Linked DNA regions of Mus musculus: region 2 is linked to region 1. A link is a contact called in public HiChIP or PLAC-seq data. All regions are on one chromosome and are shown on one strand. Each heading gives the region's core, a stretch centred on a gene start, on an enhancer-like site or on the middle of the called end of the contact. The rest is flanking DNA. Distances are from core to core; before and after follow the strand shown. Region 1 overlaps Fam193a (family with sequence homology 193, member A). Region 2 holds the start of Mfsd10 (major facilitator superfamily domain containing 10).

The links. HiChIP or PLAC-seq counts read pairs in DNA pulled down with a chosen protein or histone mark.
Region 2: an H3K4me3 HiChIP or PLAC-seq map of bone marrow-derived macrophages shows a contact between it and region 1, with 6 times the contacts expected there. The contact joins the promoter of Mfsd10 here to the enhancer-like site in region 1. A contact is called at or near these places in 12 of 39 promoter capture datasets (the C10 cell line, the HPC-7 cell line, the SN4741 cell line and 7 more), 3 of 15 datasets of contacts at CTCF or cohesin (the NIH/3T3 cell line, large pre-B cells and pro-B cells), 6 of 484 Hi-C or Micro-C datasets (Th1 cells, bone marrow-derived dendritic cells, bone marrow-derived macrophages and 2 more), 12 of 115 datasets of contacts at active chromatin or transcription factors (the HPC-7 cell line, acute myeloid leukemia, bone marrow-derived macrophages and 4 more) and 4 of 9 other capture datasets (adipose tissue, liver, macrophages and 1 more).

The regions. Positions count from the first base shown.
Region 1 is chr5:34,484,406-34,489,649 of GRCm38.p6, forward strand. Fam193a (family with sequence homology 193, member A) reads left to right here. Exons shown (of 21, transcript NM_001243123.1): 21 at 1,249-2,053. The coding sequence ends at 1,342. Among named protein-coding and RNA genes, the nearest start is that of Tnip2, 27 kb to the right of the region's middle. Within about 2 kb of position 3,141, at least 40 of the 459 cell types and tissues checked have an H3K27ac peak or open chromatin away from gene starts, as enhancers often do. A contact at or near this core is called in adipose tissue, bone marrow-derived dendritic cells, bone marrow-derived macrophages and 1 more, where this site is marked.
Region 2 is chr5:34,634,979-34,640,158 of GRCm38.p6, forward strand. It overlaps Mfsd10 (major facilitator superfamily domain containing 10), which reads right to left and starts at 2,234. Exons shown (of 13, transcript NM_026660.3): 1 at 1,949-2,234; 2 at 1,616-1,805; 3 at 1,432-1,528; 4 at 1,043-1,146; 5 at 631-789; 6 at 392-553; 7 at 73-181. The coding sequence starts at 1,789. Nop14 (NOP14 nucleolar protein) reads right to left here. Exons shown (of 18, transcript NM_029278.2): 16 at 4,207-4,325; 17 at 3,913-4,068; 18 at 3,558-3,673. The coding sequence ends at 3,574.

The DNA.
Region 1 (5,244 bases), core at 1,891-4,390:
ACCTCTGCTGGCTCCAGCCCCCTGCTCTCTTGGGCCCCACTCGCTCTAGTCCTGCGTGCTCTGACCCAAAGATTTATTTATGTAAGTACACTGTAGCTGTCTTCAGACAAACCAGAAGAGGGTATCAGATCTCATTATGCATGGATATGAGCCACCACGTGGTTGCTGGGATTTGAACTCAGGACCTTCAGAAAAGCAGTCAGTGCTCTTAACTGCTGAGCCATCTGACCAGCCCCGGGGAACAGATATTTTCAGACACACAAAAATTATACAAACTGGATTTTACTCTCTAAATGTTGTTTCACATGAATATCAGAGACATCAGCTTGAGTCTGTATGGCTGTGGTTGCTTGTGTGTCATTGAGGCAGGGTAAGAGATTGCTACAGACTATAGGATCTACCAAACTTGTAGCACTTTCTGGTCAATTACAGAAGTTTTGCCTGGCTCATGGCAACCATATCCTTAAGCTTAGCACATGTTCTTCCTAGCAGCTCCTGTGACATAAGGTCCTGGTCAAGTAGCTATCTACTTGTGACCCTTGTGGCTCTCCTACATACCTAGCCACATTGACCACAGTGTGCCTTCCTTCATGAGACTCATAGTGCTGTGGAGGCTGAGCCGGCTGGTAGCGTCTTACCCTGAACACATCTACTGTTTTGAGTGAGCTCATGCAGTTGACCACAGTTGTGAGGTATGTATCACAGAAGACCTGCTGCAGGACTGTCCTGGAGTTCTGTCTCCTGTGTGGTGATCTCTGGCCTGAAGCTGCCCAACAGTTCCTTCTGTTGGGCAGCAGGCTATGTTTTAGGTAGTAGCTTAGATGTCAGCACATCAGAATCTACATCAGTCTCAGGTGCTTCTGGCATAGGGAAATAGCAGGACTCAGGCCCTTTTTTCAGGCATAATAGTGACTGATGTCAGCTGTTCTCAGGTAGATACATGAGGTTTCCTTGAACCCTTCAGTGATATTTGGTTAACTCTCCCTCTCCTACAGTAAATGCTGCTTTTCTTATACTTTCCTGGCTGTCTCCTAATCACAGTATCAAACGACACCAGAAGATACACAAGCCACTTAACTTGGCCAGTATCCTGAAGGTGGGACCACTCTTCCAAGCATGGAGACTTTTGAGCTCAAACCTCACTGAGCCTCCATAGTGAATTGCTAGCAAGAATCATAGGTTGGCTCGGTGGTTGCCAATCTGGGTTAAGACTCTGTCCTGTGACAATTTGCCTTTTTGTTTTGGCAGATTCTGCTTGGACTCTGCAAGACAGAACCGACAAAGACTATCCATCAACTGGTCCAACTTTAGCTTGAAGAAAGCCACCTTTGCTGCCCACTGAATGAGGACTGCCTGGAGAGGGATGTGTGGGAGGCAGCTGGGCTGCGCCACTCAAGAGCCAAGCCCCTCACTGGCTCCCCTAAGCTTCAGTACCCACCCAGGGTGTGTAGGGCGGGATGCTGTGGCCTGATACCCCGAGACCGAGAACTTGCTGCTCGACCTGCGTTGTTAGCTTGTGTGCGTGTAGTCTGTGAGTGAGACTTCTTTGATTGTAGCTCTGTGCTGTCGGAATGGAACAGTAGTTCCCGCCAATTCCTCCACCACCACGGCCTCAGAGGCCTGGGCCGTGGCCAGAGACGAGTTTGCATCATCCACGTGGCTCTGTCACCTCTGCATCTCGACCTGTCCTGTCATCTGTCCCCGCCAGGGTGTCAGTCATCCCTCAGCTCCCATGTGCCCTGTGTCCCACCCAAGGCGGGCTGGGCGGGCAGGCCTCCTTTGTCCTCTTTCACAATCTACTGTTTCTGAGTGTACACGTTGCGCTGTTTGTGTTTGACCCCCTGACTTGTAGCCAGCTTGTGTAAGACCCCTTGCAGAATGAGAACGTTAAAAACAAGAAACCCACCCAGTACTCACACCATCAAGTCTGTTCTAGAGCGTACAACCGTATTAACACGGAGGCCTGCCTGGCTACTTTTTTAACATATTGTTAAGTAATATTAAAATCATGTCTTTCTTTTTGAAAGATGGAATACATTAGTACAGCAGGAGACCCAGTCTGGTTGCTTTCTGCTGGGGATGATGGGTGTGGTGGGAGGTATCAAATGGGTGATATTTGTTCCCAGGGAGCCACGGCCACCAACCCCAAAGGTGTTCCTAGGTCTCCAGGTTCCTGGTTCCCTCAGTTGTCTTCTGAACACCAGGCTGGTACAGGTAATGAGCAAGACACAACAGCCAAACAAATGATTAGGGTTCATGTGTTCATGCCAAGAATTACCAGGAAGTTGCATGATGAGGTTGTGGGTTATACCCAGGTCCCTAGGACATGGAATAGAGACTAAGGCTTTGTAACACAGAGCAGAGGGTTATTTACAACCTTGTATGCAGGTACCTATCCACATCTGGGGGAGCAGGGGGGTTGTGATCTGTAGTAGAATACTTAATTGGGTTTAAATTAGGAACAAAGTAAATGGTATTGAAAAGTGAAAGAGTAGTGGCTTGGTTAGTACCATCTTTGCCCCTTTAGGAGCTAACAAAAAGCTTACACAGTTACCTGTGGGTTCGTGTAATTTCAGCTACATGGCTCATATTTTCAACACTGAGGCATCCAATACCTAGAAGATGACTAAGTTCTGAGTTGGAAGATCATCAGGCCAAGGCTGACAATGACAAGCTAGTAGAGCCATTGTGGAAGGCAGGGGACAGTTGGTCCTAGCCTTCTGAAGACTTTTCACCAGAGAATGGAAGTGTGAATCAGTACCCAGAGGAGGTACAGAACAGGTTGCCTTCTTTTCTTTTCCAGGTGACAAAGCAGCCCATCCCTGTGTTCCTGGGACAGTGGAACAAAGAAAAGCAGGCCGGGATGTGACCTTGCATAAACAGTGTTCTTGAAAGGGCAGAGATTCTAGTTCTATTCCCAGGGATACTGATGTTATTTCCTGGTTGCAGAAATGGCTAGAGAGGCCCAGCATTGGGCTTGCCTCCCACACACTGCCTTTCTGGGCCTCTACTTCTGGAGCCAAGCCACCTGCCAAGAGGAACCGAGAATCTCCAGCTGTAGCATCAGCAGGAACTGTTAACACTATAATGGCAAAGGGAAAGCCTGGGTGCCCCAACAGCAATACCATATTGGGGCCCAGAGCCACTGAGAACTCAGCCCCCAGCTCTTGAGTACTTAGGGTGTGTTCAGGCCAGTTCGTCGTCATATGGTGTTCACTGCCAGGAATGAGCTTTCTGTTCCCCTAGAAACCTCAAGTTGCTTTGGCTCTGTCATCAAGGGTGCATAACTTGCCGGTTTGAGGAACAACAACAACAACCTCAAAAAAAAACAAACAAAAAAAAAACCACAGAAGCCAGTGAAGCCTCTGGTCCCAGTTGATGGAGAGGGGAGAGTAGGTGGTGAGGGAGTTCTGAGAGCAGCCCTTTCCACGTCTGTAGAGGCTGCCAGGATATTTGCAGTTTAGCAGTGTTCATTCTGCTTCTAGGTGGGGAACCAAAGCCCAAAGTGATCATTGGCGGAGGGAGACTGAAGACTTCCTGCCAGAGCCTGTGGGCAGGCTCCAGGGAAGCTTCATGTTTGACTATTTCCATTACTCAATATGAGCCTGAAAGGAAGTAAGGGAACAGCTGGAAAGAAGCATTAACTGGAAATTTTTTTCACTGAACTTTATATACTGTCTTAGTTACTTTTCTAGTATTTGATAAGACACCATGACCAAGGCAAACTTATAGAAAAACTTGTTTAATTTGGGGCTCACAGTTTCAGAGGGTTAGAGTCTATGACTATCATGGCGGGGAGCATAGTAGTGATAGATAGGAGATGGCACTAGAGTTGAAAAGACACTAGGAATGGTGCTAGTCTTTTAAAACCTCAAAGCCCACCCCACCCCCCACCTCACCCCACCCTGTGATACCTATCCAAAAGGCCGTGCCTCCTAACCCTCCAGGGAGAGTTCCACCAGCTGGGGACCAAGTAAGTATTTAAACATGAACCTACTGGGGAGTTATTCCTCAAACCACTGAAGAGTCAAGCACCAAAACAAAGTGACCAGCAGGGATCACTTCTGATACCACTAAATCCATCCTCCTTTTTGTAACTAATGAGCAGGTGTGAGCAAGGCTTATATTTGGATAGCAAGTATCATCTGTACGTCATGGCTTGAGGTGCTGCACTCTGAATGCATCTCTGACTAGCAGGATTACTGTTGACTTGAGGTCTTTTAGTTTAAATAGAGTTTCCTGCTCTCTAAGGGATTCTCTGGCAAGCACATAACGGACCCCAAATCCACATAGCAACAAGTCCTCTGGTTCCTTCACAAAACAACAGCAAATTTTGTTTTCTAAAAGGTTTTATTTTGTTTTGTTTTGTTTTTTTCCAACGGGGGGGGGGGGGGACATTTACGTTAGTAGCAACAGCGACTCTATCAGCCTACAAGGGTTTTTATTGTTCTTTTGCTTGTTTTAAGATTGAATACATTCCTGTCCCCTGGGTTGAATAGCTCTTGGGTTGGCACCATGTTTTGACAACATGCCTGGAAGAATATTTGTGACAATGAGAAGCAGAAGTAGTCATGCATAAAATTTGTCTGTCTTAAACATGAAGCTTTGTAAGTTGTCCCCAGATGTTAACTGAAAATGCCTTAGTGTCAGTGCAGTCCCAGACTAGCATTATTCTGGATCCACCTCCATGATAAAAGTGGTATTAGTTCAGAGATGAATGAGAATTTTGGCCACTTGACTATGCATGCTCATATATACGCTGAACAGGGCCTCAAGAGGGGGCCAGCTTGCAGAGAATCCTGCCAAACAGTGTTTTCATATTGGCAGCACATGTTAGAAGACTAGGAAACCTGGTGAGCTCTTGGAGGGTATAGTTTCTGCATGAAGACAGTTTCCAGATCTTAGTACTGTACAAAGCCAACTTGGAATCCATGGCTGGGGGTGTGGGGAGAGCTACTGTGGCTGAGGTTCTAGAGACGAGACAAGCTAAGAGCCACCAAAGCCTTCGGCTGTCATGTTTCATGAGTCCAGGCACTGGGTCACCAGAAAACAGCAAGGCTTTCTCAGCATTTCTTGTAGGCTGAGTAGGAAGACACTACAATGAGATGTCTCATGTGTAATGGTGTATGGAAGACTGATGACAAGGACGCAGTAAACAAGTTCCCAGTCAAGCCACTAGGAGCAAGTCAGTGCAGTCAGGCAGGGGAGTTGTTGGCTTGTCAGGATTGTTTGTCCGGTGCCCAT
Region 2 (5,180 bases), core at 984-3,483, 150 kb after region 1:
ACCACAGGTTGATCGTTGTTCATGCTGGTTGGTCAAGACTCTGAGAGCTCAGTCCGGGGTAAGCCTCCTTACTGTGCTCAGCAGGCGGGTCCTGACTGTGAGTGACAGCCGCAAAGCGAAGCAGGGCCAGGGGGCTGAGCAGGTGGGCAGCAGTGTGGAAGCCCAGGGTGACAGAAGATGCCTGTGGGAGAAAGCGAGGGCTGGCCAGGAGGCTGGGAGCACACAGCCTGGCAGCTTAGGGACCAGGACCTGTCAGATCCCAGAAACCCAAGAGGTGTTGTGATGTTAGCAGCTTGAGGGCAGGCCAGTCTCCCCTGCCAATGGTACAGATAAGAAAGGAAACCCCTTCCAACCCTCAGGAGCCCTCACCCCTCCGGGGACCCGGGCCTACCCGCTTTTCCTGGGGCAGTGTCTCTGGCAAGAAACAGAAGATGAACAACATGTCGGAGATGGCAAAAAGTAGGCTGATCCAGGGCACCATTTCCACAGACAGGAATGCTCCCAGCATGGGACCCAGAGTAAAGGCCAAGGAGAAGGCTACCCCGATGACTGCCTAGGGAAAAGACCTGAGCTAGGCATGGAGTCTGAAGCCCAGACATCAATCCCCGTTCCCTAGGTCTGTTCACTCACCATGCCTTGGCTGCGGGTTGGAGGTGAGCCCAGGTCAGCGACAATGGCTGTGGAGAGGTTAACGTTCCCCTTGCTGATGCCTCCGATCACCCTGGAGGCCAAGAAGGCCTTAAAGCTCCGAGAGGTAGCCCACACTGCATAGGAGATGGCCAAACCTGTCTGCCAATGGGTGGAGGCCAAGTGGCAGGATCGGTCACTTCAGGCCAGGAAGCACCCAGAGCAAGGCAGGCAAGCATATAACCCTCAGACCCGGGCCACTTGTGTCCCTGTACTTTCCTTAGGTGTATTTAGCTTGGTGTAACACCAGGGGCCAGAAGATCCCTCTAGAAGGGATGGGAGCCCACTGTTGGCAGGGGAGCCCCACAGCTGCATTCTCCCCTCTGCCTGTTGACAGCTGGCTCCAGAGGCTTACCAGGGACAACATCATCACTGGGCGCCTCCCCAGGTAATCAGAGGCAGCTCCTGTGAGTGGTGCGGAGAAGAACTGCAGGAGGGAGAAGGCCGAGCCGATGAGACCTGAGAGACAGAGGATCAGTCCTAGAGTGTTGACCACACTTAGCCCTATATTCACAGGCCATCGACTGAAGCTCGGGTGGCCTCAGTTTAAAAAAAAAAGCCAACCAAAAACAAAAAGACAAAACAAAACAACCCCCTCCCCCAAACAACAACAACAACAAAACCAACCCACACCTTTCAGTTAAAGGAGGCAGGAACCCAGGGAGGATGATTGACCAAGAGCCTAGGCAGAACTAGCTCTCCAAAAAAAGGTTGTGGGCCCCAGCATGGCACACAGCGACATACCTCCGAACAGGACACTGTTGTACCTCTTTTCCGCTGGCATCCCGATGGCTGAAGCAAACCAGTCTACCCCACGCTGCCAGGAGCCATAGAGGGGGTCCTGGGTAAAGAGGAAAGTAACTCCAGCTGGATAAATCTGTGATAGGCTAGGCATGGGGAGAGCTCCCGCCTTGGGGGAGGGGCTTACTTGTTCGCGGCCGTGTCTCTCCAGCAGCCCAGGCAGCAGAGGCAGCAACAGCGTGAACGCCAGGAGGTCGAGTAGCAGGCCGAGGAAGAGCACGATGATCACGCGACGCTCGGACGCGGGCCGAGGCCGTATAGGCGGACGAGGCGTACAGCCCGCATCCCCTGCCCAGCCCATGGTGGAAGCTCCGACCCTGCTGGGGGAAGGAGGGTGTGGTGATGACGGCCCCGTTTACCTGACAATTGAAAGCTGAATTTGCAGGTTCTTGCCAGACAAAACGGAAGTGGTTCCAATGCGGTCCTGGCACACCCTTCAAGGCCCGACTCCCTTACCAACCTAGGGCAGCAGTAAGCTCAGGGCCGCAGTGGTCAGGGCGCCCCCTGTTGTGAAGCGGGTAACGGGGAGAAGACGGGAATCCCTGGTTGGGGAGTCGTAGGCGCCCTGAGCTCCTGTTCGTGTACCACTTCGGCCTCCTCACACGATATCGAAACCTTTGCTTCCCACCTACCCAGCTGGGACCTGTGCACACGTGCCGCAGCTCCAGGCGGGGACAAACGGGTGGATGAACAGGGAACCTCCCTGGATAGCAGCCACACCCCGGAGGCTTCGGAACAGGCACCTCCTCTTCCGGGAGGCCGTGCTGTGGCGGGAACTGGGTTTGGAGTCTCCCAGCAGCCAAGTATAGAGAAGGCTTGCAGGCTTCCAGATGCATTAGAAGCAAGCGGTGAAGTTCTGAAGAGCTAAGTGTATGTAAGAGACAGCTTGTCTGTGCAGTTCAGTCTCCTTGGTACCTATATATCTTTCTTTTGAATCAGGGTCTCATGTAGCCACGGTTGACCTTGAATTCCTGACCCTCCTACTTTAGCTTACTCTAAACCATGCTGGAGTTGGGGATGGTGATGCCCACCTCTAGTACCAGCACTCGGTGGAGACAGAAAGAACAGGATTCAGGATTTAGTCATCCTCAATCAACTCTGAAGTATGAGAACAGCTGGAGCAAAGACTCATCTTTTAGATAGATGAACCACTAAAGTCCTATCCCTTCAGTGCTGTTAACCTGTTGGAGCCATACAGTCCACACTGACTCTTTCCCAGAGGACAACACCGGATGCACTCGAGTGATAGGCTCTTCTAGCTGGATTGTGTTCCCCTTCTGACGACACAGGACAGTATCTGGAGGCTCTATAAACTTTTCCTTGGCATGTTCCTCCTCATAGATTGCTCAATCTATGCCCAGTATCAGATTTGGCCACCCTGCTTCTTGCTGCAGTTGGCTACACAGAGCCATTGTACGGCAGAGCCCTGTGGCTAATTCAGGCGTGGAGGAAGCTGGGGCTGGATGGTAGCCTAGCTGGTGCGTGTGTCAGGCCCAGGCCCCTCGTGGGTCATGCAGCCTCTGTCCCAGAAGAATCACAGGGAGAGGTGACAAGGTGAGTACTGTTGGTAGATGTAGCCCCTGTAAGCCAAGCTGCTGAGCCCAATCTCCCTTCAGGGTTGTTCTTGACCAGCACTTTCTGAGCTGCAGGATGCCCACAGCCATTCATTCTGTGCTCCAACAGTGGCTTCACCACATCCAAAACGCAACTCCTACTCAGCACCACCAACCCTCGCACAAGATCTCACACCTCAGAGCCATAGCAGGTGACAAGGGCCAGGCTGGACGTAAGGATTCAGTCCTGTTCTGTCATGTGTGATAGGTGATCTGATAAGTGTGTGGGAAGGCGACTTCACTGTAAAACGTATATAATGTACTTACCCACACTATGACAGCTTGTCAGTTTTATGGACAACTGCCTAAATGTCATTCTGTGTGTGGCTATCATCTAACAGTGCAGAGCTCTCACAGACATCCCCAACCTGTGTCTGAGCATGGCAGGGAGATGGGACCCCACACTCCACAATGAACCCCCAGAACCCTTCATTACAACACACCACACAGCCTTGCTACATTACAAGACAATTTATTTTTTGAACTTTTTCCTCTTAAGAGCCTTCCATTCACCTTCTTGCGTGGCCAGGCTATTAAAAAGCTGTTTTACTTTACGCTTTCTTTCTGCATCCCTAAAGAGAAAGAGAAAAAAGCAAGTGTTAATCTTGCATCAGTTCTCAGGTATTTTGCTTTCTTCAGTTTGAACACTAACAGTTCAGAACCACACATGCATGGCTCTACCCTCAGTCCTGCAAAGGCTGCCAAGTATATCGCTCACCATACTCCCCAGTGCTGAGAAAAACCAGCGGCCTATGAGTGTGGTGTCACACCACAGCGGTGCCCTAGTCCCGTACACACAGTTCCTCCTCACCTTTCCATGATTTCTGAGAGCTGCATCCTGGCCAGGAACTGATTGTCCTTTCGGATCTCTCGGACGGCGCCTTTAAATTCCCGCTTGTGTTTGTGGATTAGTCTTTTCCTTTCCTGTTCTTCTTTACTGCTGCCTTGTTTCCGTCCAAACTCAAGCCTAAAGTTAGAATCAAAAAGGCTATAGAGGTGAGCTGACTGCCGACTGCAATGTCTCCTGTCCCAGGCTGAAGCAGGTGCATCGCCCACCTCTAGCCTACAGACAGTCCTGGCCTCCACAGGGTCCCCCAGCACTCACACTTTGACTAGCCGGGGGGTGAACTGCTTCAGTGGGACGGGCTTGCTCTTCTCACACACCAGCGGGCGGCAGTGCTGCTTCTGGCCTTCCATTGCTGACAGTATGCTTTGAGCCAGCTCCTAAGGAACATGTAAAGGCATGGTTAAGAGGTCTCCTAGAGGCCATACTTGCCACTGCCTACTCTACACCCACTGGGCCGTGTCAGGTGCAGCTTGGCTGCATTGCCATCCTCTATATAGGGAACAGCAATGCAATTAGGACGAGCAGATGGTTCAGCATATAAGGTCTCCTGCCACCAAGCCTGAGTTCAATCTCTGGAAACTAAATTTCAAAGGCATTGCCCTCTGACCTCCATACATATGCCAATGCATAAATAACCCCACACCCAGAGAGAAAGCTGTAAATGAAAGAGCTTGTGTCCAGAGAGTAGCATATGGCCTTTCTGCAGGGACACACTGGCAAGGCACCATCAGCACAATTGGGATTAAAGCACATAAGACCACCTTCCCTGCCTAGGTGACCTGCAGTGTGTGGAGGCAGCTGTTAGAGCAGCATGATGCTGTCAGGCAGAACAGGATTCCTGCTCAAACACAGCTAAGACACGTCTCGCTAAAGCTGTGGCTTCCAGGGAAGCCTGTAGAAGCCAGCTCACTGATGTTGGTCTGTCCCTTCCCCTCACACAGATGTGCTCTGGATCCCAATTTGCTTGCCTCCCTGCACCCATTGTATATAGTCTTGGTCCATCTAAATGTCATGTGAGAACTGAGAAACTACAAGCTCCATAACCCTAACTGGCCAGCCTAAATCTGTAGGACCAGGGATCCCTTTAAAAAGAAGGGACAACCACAGTCATGTCCACAGTGATTGTTTGAGGAGGTGCTAGTGACTCAGTACAGTCAAGGAATGGCTTGCTCCAGACTTGGGGGACTCAGCAATCAGGAAAGCCAGGGTCTGTCTTCAAGTGGCACAAAGAC